Linked DNA regions of Mus musculus: regions 2, 3, 4 and 5 are each linked to region 1. The links are chromatin contacts, called in public Hi-C, HiChIP or PLAC-seq and promoter capture Hi-C maps. All regions are on one chromosome and are shown on one strand. The core of a region is the stretch at or near the end of the contact, and the rest is flanking DNA. Distances in the headings are between cores, read along the strand shown. Region 1 holds the start of Tnfrsf1b (tumor necrosis factor receptor superfamily, member 1b). Region 2 holds the start of 2510039O18Rik (RIKEN cDNA 2510039O18 gene). Region 3 holds the start of Mfn2 (mitofusin 2). Region 4 holds the start of Miip (migration and invasion inhibitory protein). Region 5 holds the start of Zfp933 (zinc finger protein 933).

Evidence for each region. Promoter capture Hi-C pulls out the DNA fragments that hold promoters and counts their contacts. A called contact is a pair of places that touch in the nucleus more often than the background predicts. HiChIP or PLAC-seq counts read pairs in DNA pulled down with a chosen protein or histone mark.
Region 2: a contact with region 1 is called in an H3K27ac HiChIP or PLAC-seq map of bone marrow-derived dendritic cells, with 4 times the contacts expected there. The contact joins the promoter of 2510039O18Rik here to the promoter of Tnfrsf1b in region 1. A contact is called at or near these places in 2 of 39 promoter capture datasets (cranial neural crest and second pharyngeal arch cranial neural crest) and 1 of 115 datasets of contacts at active chromatin or transcription factors (bone marrow-derived dendritic cells).
Region 3: a promoter capture Hi-C map of frontonasal cranial neural crest shows a contact between it and region 1. The contact joins the promoter of Mfn2 here to the promoter of Tnfrsf1b in region 1. A contact is called at or near these places in 3 of 39 promoter capture datasets (cranial neural crest, frontonasal cranial neural crest and hippocampal neurons).
Region 4: a contact with region 1 is called in an H3K4me3 HiChIP or PLAC-seq map of fetal liver, with 8 times the contacts expected there. The contact joins the promoter of Miip here to the promoter of Tnfrsf1b in region 1. A contact is called at or near these places in 2 of 115 datasets of contacts at active chromatin or transcription factors (astrocytes and fetal liver).
Region 5: a contact with region 1 is called in a Hi-C map of B cells, with 6 read pairs. The contact joins the promoter of Zfp933 here to the promoter of Tnfrsf1b in region 1. A contact is called at or near these places in 1 of 39 promoter capture datasets (cranial neural crest) and 1 of 484 Hi-C or Micro-C datasets (B cells).

What each region holds. Positions count from the first base shown.
Region 1 is chr4:145,245,245-145,249,235 of GRCm38.p6, forward strand. Tnfrsf1b (tumor necrosis factor receptor superfamily, member 1b) reads right to left here and starts at 1,626. Exons shown (of 10, transcript NM_011610.3): 1 at 1,480-1,626. The coding sequence starts at 1,557. Gm36233 (a long non-coding RNA gene) reads right to left here. Exons shown (of 3, transcript XR_001784499.2): 3 at 3,554-3,658.
Region 2 is chr4:147,939,246-147,943,236 of GRCm38.p6, forward strand. It overlaps 2510039O18Rik (RIKEN cDNA 2510039O18 gene), which reads left to right and starts at 1,650. Exons shown (of 3, transcript NM_029841.3): 1 at 1,650-2,812. The coding sequence starts at 1,780.
Region 3 is chr4:147,902,565-147,906,555 of GRCm38.p6, forward strand. Mfn2 (mitofusin 2) reads right to left here and starts at 2,345. Exons shown (of 19, transcript NM_133201.3): 1 at 2,094-2,345; 2 at 791-933.
Region 4 is chr4:147,866,756-147,870,746 of GRCm38.p6, forward strand. Miip (migration and invasion inhibitory protein) reads right to left here and starts at 1,964. Exons shown (of 10, transcript NM_001025365.2): 1 at 1,614-1,964. It overlaps Fv1 (Friend virus susceptibility 1), which reads left to right and starts at 2,224. Exons shown (of 1, transcript NM_010244.3): 1 at 2,224-3,603. The coding sequence starts at 2,224. The coding sequence ends at 3,603.
Region 5 is chr4:147,846,124-147,850,114 of GRCm38.p6, forward strand. Zfp933 (zinc finger protein 933) reads right to left here and starts at 2,295. Exons shown (of 4, transcript NM_198619.3): 1 at 2,155-2,295. The coding sequence starts at 2,157.

The sequences.
Region 1 (3,991 bases), core at 376-2,875:
AGTCATCAGCTTCACAGAGCATAGGTTCATGTGAGCAGGCAACACAGATATGTCCATCTGGCCTGGAATACCTTGAAGGTAAGGAAGGGTTCTGCCTCCACCACTAGGAGCTACAAAGGCTTCCCAGATAGAGGTGTCTGGGCTTGAGCAAGGTCTCTCTGTCAAAGGAGGATTTGTGGGAGTTAGAACACAGGCAGACTAGCTAAGAGTCCACGCAACAGTAGTAGAAGGTCTAAGCTGACCTGGGACTGGTCAGGTATGGAAGGAAGTCTGAGGGAAACACCTTCAGCCAAACCACTGTGGATCCCACAAAGCCTTGCGTGTCCCATCCGGTACAGAAGCTCCTGTGCTCTGTCTGTCCCCAGGGACAGACCCCAGCTCAGTGCCCAAAGACCTATCCTTCCTTGGAGCTCAGAGCACAATCCCCACTCAGGCTCCTGACCACAACCATGCACATTCACACTCCGCCCTCAGAACTGGGACTGTCCTGACCCAGAGTCCATCCTTGACACCTCCCTGAGGACCTACACCCACCAAGGATGAGTCCATTCCTTTGCATCCCAGGACCATTGAATATCACCTCCGGACGCAACAGAAGCCACCTTCCACTCTACTCCCCTGCAGTCAGGTAAGCACACCCTGTCCATCAAGGTGGGCTCAGGAGGCAGAGAGCATACATGGAACCAAGCAAAGGCATGTCAGTGCAGCAAGCTCCCTTTAAATCCTTCAAAAAAGGTAATTTCTCTGAGCCTCCTCATTTTTCCGTACCTGTAATCTGCCTTTTTTTACCCTGTCTTCGATCAATGGAGGCAGGAAGGGGGGGGGAGGGGGGCAATGTGAATACCGGATACTGGGATCTTTAATCGGTCCATTTTCCCGAGGTTCCTTGGGGTAGCTGCCCTCTCTGCCACTACACTGAGAACATTCTGAAACGTCCCCTGAACACAGCAAGGCGGATCCATGGAAGCAATCTAGTGACAGAGAAGTGACTCACTCCCCATCGGTCTCTTATACTAGGCGCTTACTTAGACTCCTGGCCCCGCCAACATCTAGTAATCCCAGGGTTTCTAAGAAAGAGACAGACCATGGCGCAGAGAAGGAAGTCTTCAGACGACACAACCCGCTCAAGCAATGGGGCAGTGGCCCTGGTCCTTCCCGCCTCGAGACCGCGGGACAGAAGGGATTTCGCAAGGATGAACAGTGTTCCTGAGCCCTGCTGGGTGTTATTCGAGCCCTGATCAAGCTCGCGGAGAAAGCCACTGGGTATTTCTGGAACATAAGGCTGTCGGGAACCGAGTACCACCCCAGGATCCCAACGGGCCAGACCTCGGGTCCCCAGTGGGTCCCCAGAGGCGCGTGGCGCGTGTCTGCTGGGGACGTGATGGCCTCTCATGCTGTCCCGGAATTGTGCAGTAGCAGTAGCTGGAATGGGCACTTTGTGATGCGCAGCTGTCCCCCGTGACCCCAAGAGTCACCCACCTGGGCGGGCACTGTGTGCCCGGTGGCCCACAGCTGCAGTTCGAAGACCAGCGCGACCCAGAGGGCGGCGGGCGCCATAGGGGCAGCGGTGGCTCCCGCCCTTGTGCCTGGAGCTCTAGTGCCTCAGCTGCGCTCTAGCTGGTGACTGAAAGCGAAACCCTCAGGCCAGGAGCTAGGGCAGACCAGGGGGTGGGGGGAGGGCGGGAATGGGCGGGGCCGCGCCCTGAGGACACGCCTCTTTACACAGAGTCCTCGCCCCTCGCAGGACACCTCCACCTGTGATTCCCTGGCATCTCTGGGCCTCTTTCTCCAGCATCTCTTCCGGGAATGAATGCGCTTCTATCACTCCTTCCTCTTCGAGACACCCTTCCAGTGGTGGGGAAGAGACTGGCGCAGGTGTCCACTATATTCGTGACTGGGTGCCCTGATTGGGCCTCCCCCAGCTAATTTGTCACCATCAGCCCGTCCCAGATCTCATGGACTTCCTACTCTTCGTGGTAGGACATGGGGGGAAAGCAGTCCCAAAGTTGGCACCGCTCAGGAGAACCAAAGCCTTCTAGATAATTCACTCATTTAGACTCTAGAGCCAGGCTAACTCCACATGAATGTTTGCATCTTCTCATGGAGCTTATTAATATGAGCTATATAATATGGCTCCTATAATGTGCAGCATATGTCTGCTTACTCGGAGTGTACAGGCATAGTATAAGCAGCATTGCATAGGTATAGCTCTTTTTAATATGTTTCATTTTTTCCTTAAACATACTTGGAACCCTAAGTAAGAGCAGTCCTCTTTTTCTGAGTTCTCTTGGCTGATAGGTAAACAGAAATCGAGGAAGAAAACCATCCAGAAAGTCTTGCTTCCTAGAACTGACCTCATCAGCAAGCTCCCAAGGACAGTGCATATCCCTACAGCCCTGAATATGGAGTATTTGGAGAGGTAGGGTGGGTAGGGAGGCAGGCAACTATTCTGTCCCTCCTCATGGACACATACACTCTTACTGTAGGCTGATTGAGATACTGAGAGACCCGCAGCCACTGGCCCTTGTGAGGGCCACCTCAAGGACGGTACTTTTAGGTGCTGGGGGAGAAACTGGGAAGTGACCCTTGGGAGGATGGAAAATCCCACCTGCTGGTCAGGAGCCTGGGAAATCACCTGGTTCTCACATGTTTCTGAGACATAGGTCTCAGCTCAAAACCTCAACCCTGAAGAGGGGTAGCCACTGAGCAGGCAGGGAGGGTTCTGGTCTTTAAGCCTCCTGTGGAAGACATGTGGAGGAGGTGCTCTGGTCTATCTGAGAAAGCTGAAAGCCAGTGTCACCTGTCAGAAGCAAGATTCAGTGGTCTGCCCTGGATTCTGCCCAGTGGGTCCAATTTACTCATTCTCTCCAGGCAGGTAACAATGCCACCAAGAATCACATGTGGGAGACCATAGGCTGGTTCCTAACTTAGTCTGTATTCTGCGGTTCAGCATCACACATGTCATACACTTTGAAGAGAACGGGGTGACTTCGTTTCATGGTTCTCATCCAACGTTAATGGAACATAGCTGACGATAGCCTTGGTGGCAAAAACTACATAGTAAGAGATACGGATGGTGTGTGTGTGTGTGTGTGTGTGTGTGTGTGTGTGTGTGTGTGTGTGTGTTTGTGTGTGTGTTTGTGTTTCTCTTTTTCTTCTTATAAAGCCGCCAATAGCAATCACAGCAGCTCTACCCTGATGATTTTTTAAAATGCTACTTACGATATAGCATCAGCTGTTATTCTGTGAAAATAGTACAGCCTGACAGCCCACCTCCACCCCCCAACCCCCCCCCCCGCCCAATCCCTGACAGCTAACTTAGCACCTGTGCAGGTGCCTTGCAAATCTTCACCAGGGATCACTTGCTATTCACACTGATAACACTTAGTAGTTGTGAAACCAGCAGTTACTGGAAGACTACTCAGGGTCAGCAACATATGTCTGCTGGTACATGTGGTCTTGCAGGAGCAGGGGTGGGGGGAGATGAAGTTTTATAGGACCTTTCACAGCTAGGAGGGAGTAGTGTTGTTTCAAACCCAGTTTAGTTACCTTCAAAGTCAAGGAGCTCCTACACAGCCCAGTCACTGTTCACTCTGTCACATTATATACTCCTCTAGGACACAGGTACACCATCCTGTTCTGGCTATTCCCTTGGTGCCTAGGGAACACACAATAAGGACAGCTCAATAAAATGGAAGTGAGTGAGGACTTCTGCTAAGTATACACAAGAGACAATAAAGAGATGAATATTAACCAGACGTGGTGGTGCATGCCTTTAATTCCAGCACTAGGGAGGAAGATCTCAGAGAGTTCAAGGCCAGCTTGATGTATATAGTGAATATATATAGCGAATATCAGGACAGCCAGGGCTATATAGAGAAACCTTGTCTCAAAACACCAAGTGGGGAACATTAACGAATGGCTAGGTATATATCAGGGTTGGAATCCAGTCTAATCCAGTCAGTGCTTGGCTCTATCAACCCCACCATTC
Region 2 (3,991 bases), core at 400-2,899, 2.7 Mb after region 1:
GATTTTTATTTTAACTTTAAGGTTCTGGGAAATCACTAGTGCTAGAGGAATATTCTGTTCTGAGCTAATAGTCTGCTAAAAAAAAAAGTGTGGTTGTTTTAGTTTGTTTTGAAATATGGTCTCACTGTGTAGACAGGCTAGCCTTGAACTTAGTAAAATCTACCTGCCCCTGCCTCTTGAAGAGTCAGATTAAAGATATGTGTACAACAACTGGCTAAAATGTGCTACTGAGCTCTGGGGTGTTTGTTTGCTTGCTTGCTTGCTTTAGTTTTTCTTTTTCTTTCTTTTTTTTTACACTGTAGCTGTCTTCAGACATTCCAGGAAACGGCATCAGATTTCATTACGGATCCCACCATGTGGTTGCTGGGATTTGAACTCAGGACCTTTGGAAGAGCAGTCGGTGCTCTTAACCGCTGAGCCATCTCACCAGCCCACTTTAGTTTTTCAAGACAGGGTTTCTCTGTGTAGTCCTGGCTGTCCTGGAACTCTGTAGACCAGGCTGGTCTCCAACTCCGAGAATTACCTGCCCTGCCTCTTAAATGCTAAGACTAACAGCATGTGCCACCACTGCTGGGCTCTTAGCATTCATTTTTGTGTGAAAATAAAAATGGGTAAAAAGCTGGACAAATGCCTTTGATTCTAGGGACTGGGGATGCTGAGAAAGGATCTTTTGGGCCTAGGAATTGTTTGAAGTCCAGTCTGGACAACAAAGGAAAGATTCTGTCTCAAAGATAAATAAAAATAAAAATCAAATCAAAACAGGACGAGCATTCTTCCAATGCGACACTGGCTTGCCACCTCAGCATACAGTTTTCTGTCTGCCTACAACCCACTAGAAGCCACCTTAAGTGACCGTTCAATTGTCAACTGTGAATTTGCAACAGCCCGTCTGGCTCTGGATTGCCCAGAATCCAAAGTGAAAACAATCGCCCACTGTCTACCTAGAATTCAAAGTGGAAACAACCACCCCACTGTCTGCTCCAGTGCTCCCAATGAATTCCGCCCCCCTCGCCCTTCCCCCCATATGGATGCTCCGGGTCTTGTCAAAGTATGAGATCTTAATGTTTCGCGTTATTTAATGAGTTAAAACTCAAGATTGACATCAAGAAAACTACTTGCTGTGTTCAAGAAACAGGCTGGATTTATGTCCCACTCTGGTGTACTCGCAGCCAGGCAGGTTTGAAACGCTGCCAACAAAATATTTCCTAGGAAATAATTTTTCAGTGGCTACCCTTCCTCCTCCTCTTCCTTCCCTCCTCCCTCCACTTCATTCCTCCCTGTCTCCTTCCCTTCTTTCTTTCCTTCCATTTACCCCCATGTCTTTTCTTCATTCAGTTAAATATAGTTTACAGAAACAGTACGTTCTTATTTTTTAACTTTAGGGCTGTTGAAACCATCAGCAGCAAACGAGGCGCAGCACATGTTGGGTTTGGCTTGCTCTCTGACTTTCTTTTCTTGCTCTCTTTTTTCCAACAAGCCGTTTGGACTCCTGCCCACACTCTTCCCTTCCCCACCCCGCCCCTCAGTCCAGGCCCCGCCCCCAAGGAGACCCCGCCCCCTCTCCAAATCCCGCCCCTGGCCGCTTTTCCACCTTGTCGCAAAAGACTCAGCGACGCCTTACGGCCGGTGGCGTTTGACGTCTAGGAGGCAACCAAGAAGAAGGAGGAAGCGGTGAAGGTGTCTGCTGGGGTGGCTGCGGCGGGCGTTGAGGAGGGCGCGGCGACGCGGCCCGGGGAGTGAGCGGCGGCGGCCGGGCGGGCAGGTTGGGCGGCGGGCCCGATGTGGCTGCAGCAGCGCCTGAAGGGGCTGCCGGGGCTGCTGTCGAGCAGCTGGGCCCGCCGCCTCCTCTGCCTGCTCGGCCTCTTGGTGCTGCTCCTGTGGTTCGCGAGCTCCGGGGCGCGGCGGGCGGCGGGCGGCCTGCACCTGCCGTCCTGGGCCCGCAGCGAGCCGGGCGCCGCCGAGCCGTCTGCCTGTCTGGAGGCGGCCACCCGCGCGTGGCGCGGCCTGCGTGATCGCGGCGAGGCGGTGCCGCTTGGCCCCGGGGTGCCAGCCCTGGTGGCCAACGGCTTCCTGGCTCTGGACGCCTCCAACAACCGGCTGTGGGTGACGCCCGGAGAGCGGGAGCCTGCCGTGACGCCGGACTTCGTGCCCTTCGTGCAGCTACGCCCGCTGAATGTGGTGGCCGAGGCTGGAGAGGCGGTGCTGCTTCTGCGGGAGGGCCTGCTGCGCCGAGTGCGCTGCCTGCAGCTGGGGACCCCGGGCTCGGGCCCTGCCGCTGGTGTCCCCGGGCCCGCCTCGGCCTCCGGGCTCTCCGCGGGGTCGGGCCGGGACTGCGTGCTACTGCAGGAGGACTTCCTGGCGCACCGAGGCCGACCCCACGTCTATCTGCAGCGCATCCAGCTCAACAATCCCACGGAGCGCGTGGCCGCGTTGCAGACTGTGGGGCCCACCGCAGGCCCAGTCCCCAAATCCTTCACCAGCACCCTGGAGAAGGTCGGAGATCACCAGTTTCTCCTCTACTCGGGCCGGTCCACACCCCTTCCATCGGGGCTGGTGCACTTGGTCGTGGTGACCTCTAAGAAGTTAGTGAACAGGCTCCAGGTGGCTCCCAAGACACAGCTGGACGAGACGGTGCTGTGGGTGGTGCACATCTCTGGTCCCATCCACCCCCAGGTGCTCAAAAGCAAAGGAGCCAAGGAGCTCAAGGCGCTGCAGGACTTAGCACGGAAGGAGATGCTGGAGCTGTTGGAGATGCCCGCCTCGGAGCTGCTTCAGGATCACCAGTACCTCTGGGCCCAGCTCTTCAGTCCCGGTGAGGCCTCGTTGCGGGCTTGGTGCCCAGCCACCACTTGACGTCCGTGTGCATACTGTCCACTTTAGTGGTGTCCCCCCATGCTCGGTGGTGGTCACACAGAGGGTTGCAACTTGGCCTTGATGTTCAACGGTTGGCTCTTCTTAAACACTTTGAAGCTATATGATCTTGGCTCTGTGGTCTTAGCTTTTTGAGCCATAACAGTAAGTTTTATAAGGTTTTAGTGGAGGTTTGAGTGTACACGTTCAGTTTTATTGTCTGTTCTTGGCCTTGAGGCCTGACCTGAGCTGGTGGAGGGGTTTGGTTTGTGAGGGGGAGAGAGTCAGTTTGTAAAGAAGAAACCATCAGGGAGATGCAGAGGCACTCTGTTTTGGCCACCGGAACTTGTTTCTGTCTGACTTCAGCTTCTGACATTTGAGACTAAGATTCACCTTGCCACTGTAGTGGCAGTGCTAATTAATGCCAGAATGCTGGAGACTTCCTCCAGTGCGTGAATGTGCAGGCAAAGCGAAAACTTTCTTAAAAAAAACAACAGCAAAAAACAAAAACCTCTTATTTATTCTTTGGAAATGAAAACCTTTCCTGTCAACTGTTTAAGAAAAGAAATACAATCCACAGTCAGTACTGAGTTTTGGTTTTCAGGGTTACAGTTACCATCACTCCCCTATGGTTGTGCAGAGAGAGTTTTGTTCAGTCAAGAGGTATCTCCCTGGCGGGGCAGTGGTGCCTTACGCCTTTAATCTCAGCACTTGGGAGGCAGAGGCAGTTGGAACACTGTCTCAAAAACAAAAAACAAAAAAAAAAAGTAGCTGTAGACCAGGCTGGCCTCAAACTCAGAAATCCACCTGCTTCTGCCTCCCAAGTGCTGGGTTTAAAGGCGTGCGCCACCACTGCCCGGCTGGCAAGCAAGTTTTATCCACGAAGTGCTTGCTTTAGTCTGGTTTGGGAGAAGACAGGAACATGAACATTTTAAGAGGGACAACTCTGGAAAGCTCTGTGAAGAACCTGGATTGTGTAGTACTGGCAAGGGTATGGGGTGGGAGGGCCACCCCTCTGCTCCCTGGTATAGAGACACTCAGTTAGGCCTGAGTGGCAAGAAGCAGCCAGTCATGTGACCAGAAAGAGGGCATTCAAGGCTGGAGACTGCCCTAAGCAGGTTAAGCCAGGTGCTGAGCAGGA
Region 3 (3,991 bases), core at 1,095-3,594, 2.7 Mb after region 1:
CTTTAATCCCAGTGCGTGAGAGGCAGAAGCAATCAAATCTCTGAGTTCAACCCAGTGAGTTCCAAGACAGCCAGGGATATAGAGAAACCCTGTCTGAAAAAGCCAAAAAATAAAGAGATAAAATTCTAAGGGTCGCAGTTTAGGGAAGTTGCAGGAACACCATAACAGCATTATAAACTTAAGATCAGAAACAAACACAACCCTGAACAAAGACCCAGTACAGCCCTCGAAGCCCATCAGGAGCTTTGCGTTGACCCAGGCTATTAGTGGAGGAGTATTAGGTGTTTGCACAGCAGTAGCAAAAATCAGTGCAAGGTGCCTGGATCTCAGGTGTGGCTCCCTGAATCCACACCACCTCCTTACCCAGTTTATATGCAGCAACTCCTAGCAGAGAAAACAAAACGGGTCCAGAGATCGTCTGTTGTACAACTGGAACAGAGGAGAAGCTGAGAAATTGAAACGAAAGAGTACAGAGGGTAAAGGGCACAGCAGACTCTTGGAGCCATGATAAGAATCCAACCCCTGCCAAGCAGAGACGGAAAGGAGCCAGCACAGGGACAAACAAACAAGGAGGAGAGGGACAGATCCTGGCCATGCTTTGAACTGTCAACCAGTGAAATCCCCGTGGAAGCAGAAAGGAGATACAGCAGCTCCTTCCGACACAAGTTGGAAGCCACGAGCTCTGTGCTCCAGGATCCACTCCGAGAGACTCGCCAGCCGAGAGCCAGCAGAACACACCCTTTTGCTCTTCATCTAGATCCATGGTGGCCAAACCACAGCTCTCACTTACTTTCTAGCTGGTAAGAGACCTTCACAGGTTGGGCATCGTGGACATGGCTGGAGTCAGAAAGATGAAAAGGACTCGAGGTCTCCTCTGTGCTGATTCAGGTCCAGGTTGGCCCCTGATGGTGTTGACTCCACCTGTCCAAGCTTCTGGAAAGGAAAAAGGCAGAGGTCACTGGGCCACCAGGAAAGAAAATGCAAAATATGTTTAATCAGGTGTTAAAGCCAAACTAACTCATCCCTGAGGGAAGCTTACTCATTGCGGTGTTGAGGAAGCAGGTGAGGAAGTGTGTGTGTGGAGGGGGAGGAGACAATAACAATGACAATGAGACAAACACATTAGCCGTGTGCTAATATATTAAGCCATGTGCTAATGCAAGGCACCAAAGAGGTCCTCGCTAAGACACAGCCAGAGAGAGAAGGGAGCTGAATCAGGCCAAGGCCTGGCCTTCAGGACTGGGGAACTGCCAACTAGAAGTGGAAGGGGAGTGGAGAGGAGAGGAAGAAAAATAGACCTGACAAAGGCCAGAGTATCCCTGCTACTGTAAAGTCTCTCCTTCCATTCTCAAGTCTATGGAGCAAACTTGGTCTCTACAGTACTAGGAAGATGTATAGAGCCAAGCAGCCAAGCTAGACACCAAACTACACTAGCTGTGACTCCAAAGCTCACTTGTGTTTTCCTACCTAAGACAAAAAGGGGACAATCAAGAGTCCTTTTCTGACGAAGGGAGAGATGATTGGCAAAGCTAGAAAACAGGATAGAAAAGTACTACAAGAGATGGAGGCCAGTAGTGTTGCCTTTCTCCTTCCAAACAGCTATCTTTTTCAGTATTCACTGTGGCCTTTCAATGTGTTAGGTGCTAGGGTCAGGGACGGATTAAGAATAGCTCCAACCCTCAGAGTCTTAACGGTGCAATGAAAAGGCATATAAGTAAAAAGACTTCCACCGTAAGTGGGGTACAGTGAACCGGGTGCTGAAAAAAAAAAAATGCTGGCAAAAAAAGAAAAGTACTGGATGAAAACCGGGAATGGGTCAGGGACCTTGAATGGAGATCACAGGGCTGAGACATCAGGGTGTGGGGAGCTGCGAGGAGGAGCCCACCTCCCAGCCTTCAGTCCGGTGGCCCGCCCCCTCCTCAGAGCCGAGCAGGGCTTGACGGCGAGGCCGCAGCAGGGGAAACGCCCGTGTGACCCGAGCCTGAGCCCGAGGCCCAGAGGCCCCAGAGGCCCAGCGTCCTAAGCCGGGTGGCTCAGGACTCTCCCGGCCCGGGCCTGCCGGTTCCACCACCCCGGCGCGCTCGCCCTCTCACCTTCACCTTCCCGGCCTCGCGGCGGCCATCACACCCAACACGTCACTAGCCGGCGCCACACCGAGAGAAGCGGGAGGGGAGGGGGCTGCGCTCGTCACTCGCCCCGCTGCAGCCCGGACGAGCCGATGGCCTCTGAACGCTGTCACCTCAACCTTACCACTCCTATACCACAGTGTCTAGGAACTCCGCGCTCCAAAAGGAGCCCCCGCGTGCCTGGTAACCGTCCCGTGTCTCGTGCAGATGACGTAAGCTGTAGGGTGGGGCTCCCAGCGCGTCATGGGAGTTGTAGTTTGGATCAGCGTCCGTCAGGGTGGGGTAGGGCGGAGCCTCGAGCTGTCAAGCAGGGGTTGGAGGGGTGGGAGAACGGGACGGGGGTTGGGGGAGGGGAGAGGGTGGACGGCGGGGAGGGGAGCGGGCAGGACACGACAAGGGTACCGATTAGAGGTTTGCGTGCGCCTTTTTTGTTGTTGCGCCTTTTTTGTTGTTGCTGCTCCAGAATTTGACCCTGTATAACACCTGTCAGTTTTGAAATCCAGACTCGCATTTCATAATCCGAGTGTCTTCAAAGGGAACAAACAGACCGTTAGGGTGAAGTAATTGTCCTTCAGTTGCCTTTGAGGCAACTAAACAGCAGCCACAACGCATCAGGCAGCTACTAGGTGACAGTCATTGCACTGGCTATCTAACATGCAGTTTTTAATTTTCACTCAGTCCCAGGACATTCAGGACATGATTATCCAACCTCACATGCCATTCACTGGCCCCTCATTTTGTTCCAAGAACTGGGATACTGCATTGGACCCCAAGCTGGGAGGGCTCCAAGCCTGGGCTCTGTAGTAACACCCACCAGCCACTTGTAGCTACTGAGACCCTGAAATGCAGCTGCTACAAACTGAGAAATGCCCCAATGTTTAATATAAAAAGAAATGCAAACTACCTTATTAGTAATTTTATATTGATGTGTTGTTATAGCTTTGGATAAACTGGGCTAAATGAAATACATTATCTTAATTAAATCGCCCCCCCCACCCCGTTTCTTCTTACTTCTAAAAGTAGAGCTAATAGTGGCGGTCACAAAAAAGGCTCAGTAGGTATAAATGGCTGCTACCAAGCCTGACAGCTTGAGTTCCATCTCCAGGAACCCACACGGTGGAAGGAAAGAACCTGCTCATAAAATGTTGTCCTCTAACCTCCGTACAAGAGCCAGGGCACGTGTACATCAACCACACACGATAAATGAATATGGTTGGGGCCTAGAGAGATGGCTTTTACAGAGGACCCAACACCTACATGTTAGCTCACATCGGTAACTACAATTCAGGGGATCCAGTGTCCTCTCTGTCTTCCAGGGGGAACCAGGCACACTTCTGATACACTTCCATACATGCAGGCAGCATCCCATACACATTAAATAAAAACAACAAGCCAAGTATTTAAAAGCAGATAATATGGCTAGCTGAATATTTTAACTGTGTCTGTGGCCCATGCGACCTTGCTTTTGTTTGTTTGGGGGCAGGCTTCCCACTATGTAGCCCAAACCAGCCTTGAATTGATGATCTTTTTACTCTGCCTCCCAAGGGCTAGGACTGTAGTCATCTCACTGACACACCTAGCTGCCATGTTATGCTTTCTACCGATTGGCACTGCCCTATAGCCAGGGTACAGTCATGCCACAAACAGCCTCAGAGGTAAATCAGCACGCCGGTTACGAGTCTCCAGAGAGGTGAGTCATGGGAGCTGGCCTGTAGTCACTGCCCATAGGGCAGCTTCTTGTCTGGAACATCTGACTCTGAACTGGAGAGACACACCCAGCACTTGCCTTGGGGTATAGTGTGCGCTAAGTATCTCCTCCTCCATCATCTCCAGCCTCCCCAGGGAATTCTTTGAGTACAAAACTG
Region 4 (3,991 bases), core at 714-3,213, 2.6 Mb after region 1:
ATATAAGAACTTATTTTTAATATTAATCTGACTCCTTTATCATATAGAAAAGACTAGTGCAGCATGCTAATTTAAAGCTTAATGACTTGTGCTATTGTGCAGGGCAGGGGAGTTCGACCCTGAGTGGTGACAGTTAGGGGGCTTTTAACAGCTAGCTGAGGAATTGGGAGGAGTTGGGAGGAGAGTTGATAGGAGTTAGGAAGAGTTGGGAGGAGAGTTGGGAGGAGTTAGGAAGAGTTGGGAGGAGTTGGGAGGAGAGTTGGGAGGAGTTAGGAAGAGTTAGGAGGAGTTAGGAAGAGTTGGGAGGAGTTGGGAGGAGAGTTGGGAGGAGTTAGGAAGAGTTGGGAGGAGTTCTCTTCCGGGTGTCCTTGGTGAAATTTACAAGGCAGGAGTGGGGAGTGAGTTCTTTCTGAATTTTTATCTCCGTGTCATTGGCACAGGAAGGTAGGCATCTCTGGTTGTAAAGTATAGAAACAAAAAGGCTTTTTGCTGGCTATAGAGAACAAAGAGCTTTTTTCTGGCTGCATTTTTAGAGATCAGGGAAAACAAGCTTGGGGAACGTCTAGGGGCTTTACCTTCCAGGGAGAAACGCTCTAAGTCGGGGTCTCATACTATCTGGAGCTGGCACTGAACCCAGAACTGGAAGCATTAAGCCTTTTTCTCTGCCACAAGTCTTCTCCTGGTCAATTCATTTCTTTGCTTTTCTTTCTTTCTTTCTTCCTTTCTTTAATTTGCATGTATATCCCAAGGTCACACAGCTACTAAATGTCAAAAGCAGGGTTTGAACCAAAATGTAGGTTCCTGCTTGTTGTGCAGTGGCTACTTCCCCTGACTTTCAAACTTCTCCCTGATGGTGGGAGGAGAGAATCTCTTCAGAAGGCTGCAAATTCCTAGAGCTCCCTCCACAAGGTTGATTTAAACTATGTCCAGGGGAGAGCATTCTCAGATGGAGCTGCCTGAAAGCTGCGCGGGGGTGGATCAGAACCCGTGCTCGGTGGGACTGTCAGTGATGTAGCTGCCTTTGGGTCATGACCCCAATACGTACACTCCTTGGTTCACCCAGCCACACTTGGGTGGAATCGTTTCTCTGTTCTGTTGGCTGTGCTCTGGGGCAAATAAACCTTTGTTGACACATGACTCCCTATGAAGGGTCTGCACGGAGGAAAGCATGGCCCTGACTGGGACACAAACCCCACCCCCACCCCTTCTCCGGCCAGCTTTGGTCCTCAAAAATTATACTCAGGGGCTCTCTCTCTCTCTCTCTCTCTCTCTCTCTCTCTTTCTCAAAGATTTATTTATTTGTTCGGACACACCAGAAGAAGGCGTAGGATTCCATTACTGATGGTTGTGAGCCACCATGTGGTTGCTGGGAATTGAACTCAGTGGTTAAGAGCACTGAGCCGTCTCTCCAGACACTTTCTTTTGCTTCTGGAAGAGATGTCTGCAATATAAAGAAGCACTTCCCACTTCTCTTACAACCCCAGCCCAGACTCCTCCAGCCGAATCAGACCCCCCTATCCTTCCCAGCCCTGCCACCCTACAGGCCCCTGGAGACTTGGGTTTCGGAGCAGGCTGCAGGGGGCGAGCAGAGAAGACCCCAGCATCTCACTCACGCGCACTCAGGCAGGGTGCACACCGGGGCCTAGGCGCTTGCCCCTTCTCTACCGGTCTAGCGGGACGAAGGCACGCCTCTGTGGTCCCGAGATCAGCGGCTGCCATGGATAAAAGGACGCCAACGCTCTCCGCCCGAAAGCCCAGATTCCCAGCAGCCGGGGAATCCGCCTCCAGCAGGGGCGGAACCTCCAGTGGTTGTCCTAATTGGCTAAGGCTGGGGCGGGGCCTCCGCCGCTGTCCTGCTCGGCCAATTGACAGTGCCAGGACGCCTTATATTTGTTTCTTCGCATCCGGAAGCGGCAGTTTCAATATGGAAAGGAGGGGCTAATGGGACCTCATTGCTGATTGGTTAACTGTTAATGCTAATTCTACCAATTCAAATTGAGGACAGGCTCTGGTTGGTCAGTAGTACTCGGTTACGCAATTTCCGGATGTAAAGTCTCTAATGGCAGTGGATAGGTGGGGCTAGAGACTCCGGCAACTTTGACCTTTTCACGCGGACCCCACACTAGCAACTCCCCAGAGTGCTTTTGCCAGGGACGAACTGGAATTTGGATCCGAGGCTTGTAGGACGCAGTAGCCGAGTTCTAGGGAAACAAAAGTCTGAAGATGAATTTCCCACGTGCGCTTGCTGGTTTCTCGAGCTGGCTCTTCAAACCTGAACTTGCCGAGGACTCTCCGGATAATGACTCTCCGGATAATGACACTGTTAACCCATGGCGTGAGCTGCTGCAGAAGATAAATGTGGCCGATCTCCCCGATTCATCCTTTTCGAGCGGTAAGGAACTTAATGACTCTGTGTACCATACTTTTGAACATTTCTGCAAGATTAGGGACTATGACGCAGTTGGCGAGCTGCTTCTGGCATTTCTGGATAAAGTAACAAAGGAAAGGGACCAATTCAGAGATGAAATTTCCCAGCTCCGAATGCACATAAATGATCTAAAGGCTTCTAAGTGTGTCCTGGGGGAGACTCTTCTTTCCTACCGCCACAGGATTGAAGTTGGGGAAAAACAGACTGAAGCCCTCATTGTGAGGTTAGCTGATGTGCAATCCCAGGTCATGTGTCAGCCTGCCCGGAAAGTGTCTGCAGATAAGGTGAGGGCACTGATTGGTAAAGAATGGGATCCGGTAACCTGGGATGGAGATGTGTGGGAGGACATAGATTCTGAAGGGTCTGAGGAAGCTGAGTTGCCCACTGTCTTGGCCTCTCCATCCTTGTCTGAGGAAAGTGGTTATGCCTTGTCTAAAGAACGCACCCAGCAGGACAAAGCAGATGCCCCTCAGATCCAGTCTTCAACATCCTTAGTTACTTCTGAACCTGTCACCAGACCCAAGTCTCTGTCTGACCTTACAAGTCAGAAACACCGCCATACTAATCATGAACTCAATTCACTTGCTCACTCAAATCGCCAAAAGGCAAAGGAACATGCTAGGAAATGGATTTTAAGGGTGTGGGATAATGGTGGGAGGCTCACAATACTGGATCAGATTGAATTTCTCAGTTTAGGTCCTTTGAGCCTTGATAGTGAGTTTAATGTCATAGCCCGCACTGTTGAAGATAATGGTGTGAAGAGTTTGTTTGATTGGTTGGCTGAAGCATGGGTCCAGAGATGGCCTACTACAAGAGAGCTGCAGTCGCCTGACACCCTGGAGTGGTATTCTATTGAGGATGGGATTGAAAGGCTTAGGGAACTTGGAATGATAGAGTGGCTTTGTGTAAAAGCTACTTGTCCACAGTGGAGGGGCCCGGAAGATGTACCCATCACGAGAGCTATGAGGATAACTTTTGTCCGGGAAACTAGAGAGACTTGGAAGAGCTTTGTATTTAGCCTCCTCTGTATAAAGGACATAACAGTGGGGAGCGTGGCTGCTCAGTTGCATGATCTAATAGAATTAAGTTTAAAGCCAACAGCAGCTGGCTTGACTTCTGTAGGCTCTGTGGGGGTTCTCTCTCTCTCTCCCTGGAAACATCAAAGCAACAGTTAAAGAGCTTAAAATCAGGAGGAGCCCCCCCCCCCCCCCGCAGTGGAGACAGAGGACAGAGATGATTTTTTGCTTTCTTTCAACATAGATTTTAGAGCCAGAGGTGGGTTACCTTCCTATGATACCCCTGATGCGCCACAAACCCGAGAAGACTATTGCCACTGGTTGGTTGCAAACAGGAGCTAGATTGTAAGATCCCAACGCTGACAACATCACAGTGCCTTGAACCTAGGACGCAGGGGAGTAAGGCATGGACTGTGCTCAATGAAGGCTTCCTGCTGGCTGGCATTCCTAGTGCTAGAAAGTGCTGTGCAGATTACTGGTGTCCTTGTTTCCACTCAGCTATGGACTCTAAATGTTAATGTCATCAGCACTACAGGCAGCTAGCTGT
Region 5 (3,991 bases), core at 1,045-3,544, 2.6 Mb after region 1:
AATACAGCAGTCCTTTAGTTACAAGGTCCTAAGTGGAAAGTCCCAGCAGATGAGGTAGGAAAAGTGTAGGCAGAAAAGATAAAACGCTGCAGTGGAGAGGTCTGGTGTATTTAACAAATTCTAAATCATTCAATTTTACCAAGGAAGACTCAGAAGCCAGATGCTGGGTGGAAGCCTGGTAGCTCAGAGAGGCAGAGAAAGCACCTGATCACCTTTCTCTTCATGTGAAATCCCAGAAGGAATCTCTTTCTGCCACACCTTCTCAAATGACATCCTCCAAACTGAATGTACCTAAATGCTGCTTCCTGTGCATCTCTCTGTCTTTGCTCCCAATTCCCTCTTACTCTCTGTGACTTTTACTTAATAATCCTAGGTTCCCTTCCTGTCAGCTGGTTGCTTCTGGCACTTCTTGACCCATGGTTTACTTAATCTTGTTACACTCAGGTTTCACGGTATGATCAGATATCCTACAATAAAGGTCTTGCACAAGCTGTATCTCCTGGAGTAAGCTTCTTAAGAAGAATAGCATCTTGTATACTACTTACAGGGGAAACACGGAAAGAAATGGGAGACTTCTATGAAGTCAGCAGAAACTATCATACAATGGGACAAACTCAGGAGGAGTCTATCAAATTCATGCTGGTCATAGGGAACACAGGATACATCAGGAACATTACTGAACAAGCCAACAGTGGACTTGGGACTAACAACCACAGCCCCACGTGGTGGCAAGAGTTGGGTTCTCAGGATCTGACACAACCTCTCCCCACAGGTCCTGGCTGCAGACCATTACCAGCTTTCCCAAGCATATATCCTTGCTTTAGAGAAGGAGCTCTGTATAAATGATTTTATTCACCTGAGGTAACTGTCTTCTCTGAGGCTTACTGACTCAGCCTATTTACCTAGCCTAGTCCTGAAGGTTTCTAGTCTCTGGACAATCCCAGCTTCAGAGATTTACTGCTGAATAAGCTCGCCTTTCCTAGATTTTCCTGAACTCTTGCTGGCTGGTCAACTCAGCTGTTCTGACTCAAAACTCCTCTCCACACTGACTAATTCAAAATCTTTCTCTCTCTCTCTCTCTCTCTCTCTCTCTCTCTCTCTCTCTCCCCACCCCCCCCCATCACATGGAAAGCCTTACTTGAAAAAAAAAAAAAAAAACAGCCCTCAACACTACAGAGTTGTTCCTTTGCAAGAAATTGACAACAGTGTAGTCTTGCTCATGTTGCAATCTCTCTCTCTCTCTCTCTCTCTCTCTCTCTCTCTCTCTCTCTCTCTCTCTCTCTCTCTCTCTCTTGCTCTCTTCTCACTTTCTCTTTTTCTCCTATTCTCTCTGTCCCCTGCCTGCTTTCTCTTTCTCTGCCTCCCTCTCTCACCATGGTAACTTCCTTGACCTCGGTCCTTGGGGCCAGTGAACAAGAGCGGCTTCCCAATAAACTGACATTTAATATAATCCAAGCTGGCTTGAACTGGCTCATTTGAGCAGCAGAGAACAAATAACTTATCAATGGGAATGGCCTAGCAGCTGGTTGTAAATCTGGTTTGTCTCCTTTGTTCTGCTCTTCAGCCATATTTCTGGACAATCCTAGTGAACAAAAATGTGTATCCTAGCATCCTATCTAACAGACATGGTTAGCATAGTACCCATCTGTAGGGTGTTTTAGATGGCATCCTCACTTATCTAAATTCTATGTGGTGTGACTTACCCTCTCCTAAGCACTGCAATTCCTTTACATCATAAATCCTATTCTTCTACATCACAGATTAACATTGTAGTGTTACCCAACACGTGAGACACCTTTTACAACCGCCACAAAATGAACTCCAAATGGACCTTACAACTAAACGTTAAATGCTAAAGGAAAAAAGTTGTAGAAGATACTGTGAGAAACCAGGTCTCTTCGAGTTTGGCATCTTGCCAAGGATGATCCTGCACACAAGTCCTTACTCCAAATGCTTGGCGCAGAAGCAGTCCGGATAGTGACGTTATTCAGAGCCCACTACCGGGTCCAGGGAATGACTAGAACTAAAACAGACCCCACAGGTGGCCACATCTGGCCTCCGCTTACCACCCAGTCCCGAGGAGAACCCACCACACCAGCTCCCCAGGTTCATCCGCCTGCTCCTCCCCGATATGGGCAGTGACCCTGTACTCACCATGTCGAGACTTAGGACCTTGCCTGAGCGTCCCTCAGACCACCCACTACTAACTTCCCCTTCTTCCTCCTGAAATCAAGGTGGAGAGCTTGCATCTGTAATTCTCAAAATTAACCTGGAAGCCTCCTCTGCCCCGGAACTACGTAAGTTCCTGGAATGCTGGGAATTGTAGTTCTTTGGAAATAACAAAGGCTCATGGGAAAGTACGGTGGTCTAGTTGAATATCTAAAAAGAAACCGCTGTAACACGTGACTGAGGCCGTTCGCGCTGGCAAATTCCGGGGGAATTTTACTGACCCAGGTCTGTCTCTTGGTCAGTATTTAATATTTAATAAATGCCTGCTTTAAATTTGGTTCAAAATTGTTGAGTTGGTCTATTTCCAGCAAAAATCAGGATTAGCGTACAGAGGTTCATAGGACGATAACTCTACCCCACAGTCTCTCTTCAATACGTACACTGGAGAGTGAGCTGAGCTGCCGAGGGCACTGAGTGCCCTAGCTCCAGATTTTTACATCTGGCAACCAAAGTAGAATCCTCACAGAAACAAGCAGTCTCTAGTAGAAGCTAAGATAAGCAGTTAGCCAGAGGGGGTTCCAGCACAAACAGGTTGAGATAAGTTAGCAAGGATATCCTGACCTTGGGTTCCTAGAAGTGGAGTTGAGTAATTTTCCTAGAATTCTTGATCAAGGAAATCAAATTCTAGTTAAACCTGAAATGGCCTCAGCGACAATACATGATGGAGGAGTGATGGGGTCTCTGTCCAGCATCAAGAACGAGAAATGAAGGCAGACATGGTTTAGCATAGGTAGAGGGATCGCTTGACCTTGAGGCCAACTTGATCTATAGAGAGAATTCTAGAACAGCCAGGACTGCAGAAAGGAACCTTGTAGTGCCAGCCTGTGGAAGAGTCAAGGCTTGGCCAAAGTGTGAATGACTTTACTGGCTTCCTGTGAAATCATGGTAGTCGCATGGAAGGTTGTACGCTGGACATTATAACTAGGAAATGTCTGCAATGGGGGAGATGTGGAGACCCTCCTCAGCTCTTCCTTCCTGTGCTCTAGCCTGTTCTAAACTCAAGATCGTCCCATAAAAGATAAGCCACTGAGTTCATCCTTGTTGAACATTCCCCAGGCTTTTTGCCTTTGCCTCTCTGTGAACACATGGAGGATGCATCTTCTTACCTTTTTAGGACTCAGAGTTCTGTCCATAGAGAGGAAGAAGGGCTGTGGGTGACCAGGGATTTCCCTGTGGCCAGCACCTGAGGGCTGAGGATGGCTTCCTAGGATGGCTGAAACTGCAATTGTCCCAGGAATCACAAGCTTGGAGAAGGAAAAAGGCTGCCATTCCTCGGGGCAGAAATTAGAATCGGAGAGTTCTGACTGGTCAGTCCTCCTTGCAGGAGAGACTGGGTTGGAAGTGATAGGCTAGTTTAGCAGCATATGATGGTACATGCCTTTAACTCCAGCACTATGAAACAGTGGTAGCAGATCACTCACTCAGGTTGAGGCCAGTCTGGTCCCCAGAACTAATTCTAGAACAACCTGGAACAAATTCTAGGGATACAAAGGGAAAGAAACCCTGGAGAGAGAGAGAGAGGGAGAGGGAGAGGAAGAGAGAGAGAGAGAGAGAGAGAGAGAATATGATGGGCCAGTGATAAACAGGACCACATTTGACAGAACTCACTTGACAGAGCTCACTTTCTACTTTAATGTTAAACCTCATGTCAAGACCCAGAAGATGGAGTAGGAGAGGGGGTGGGGGGGTGCCTCACTGCCCAGCTCAATATCTTTTTTGAAATACTCATTTTTATTTATATGCATACCTCCATGTAAATATA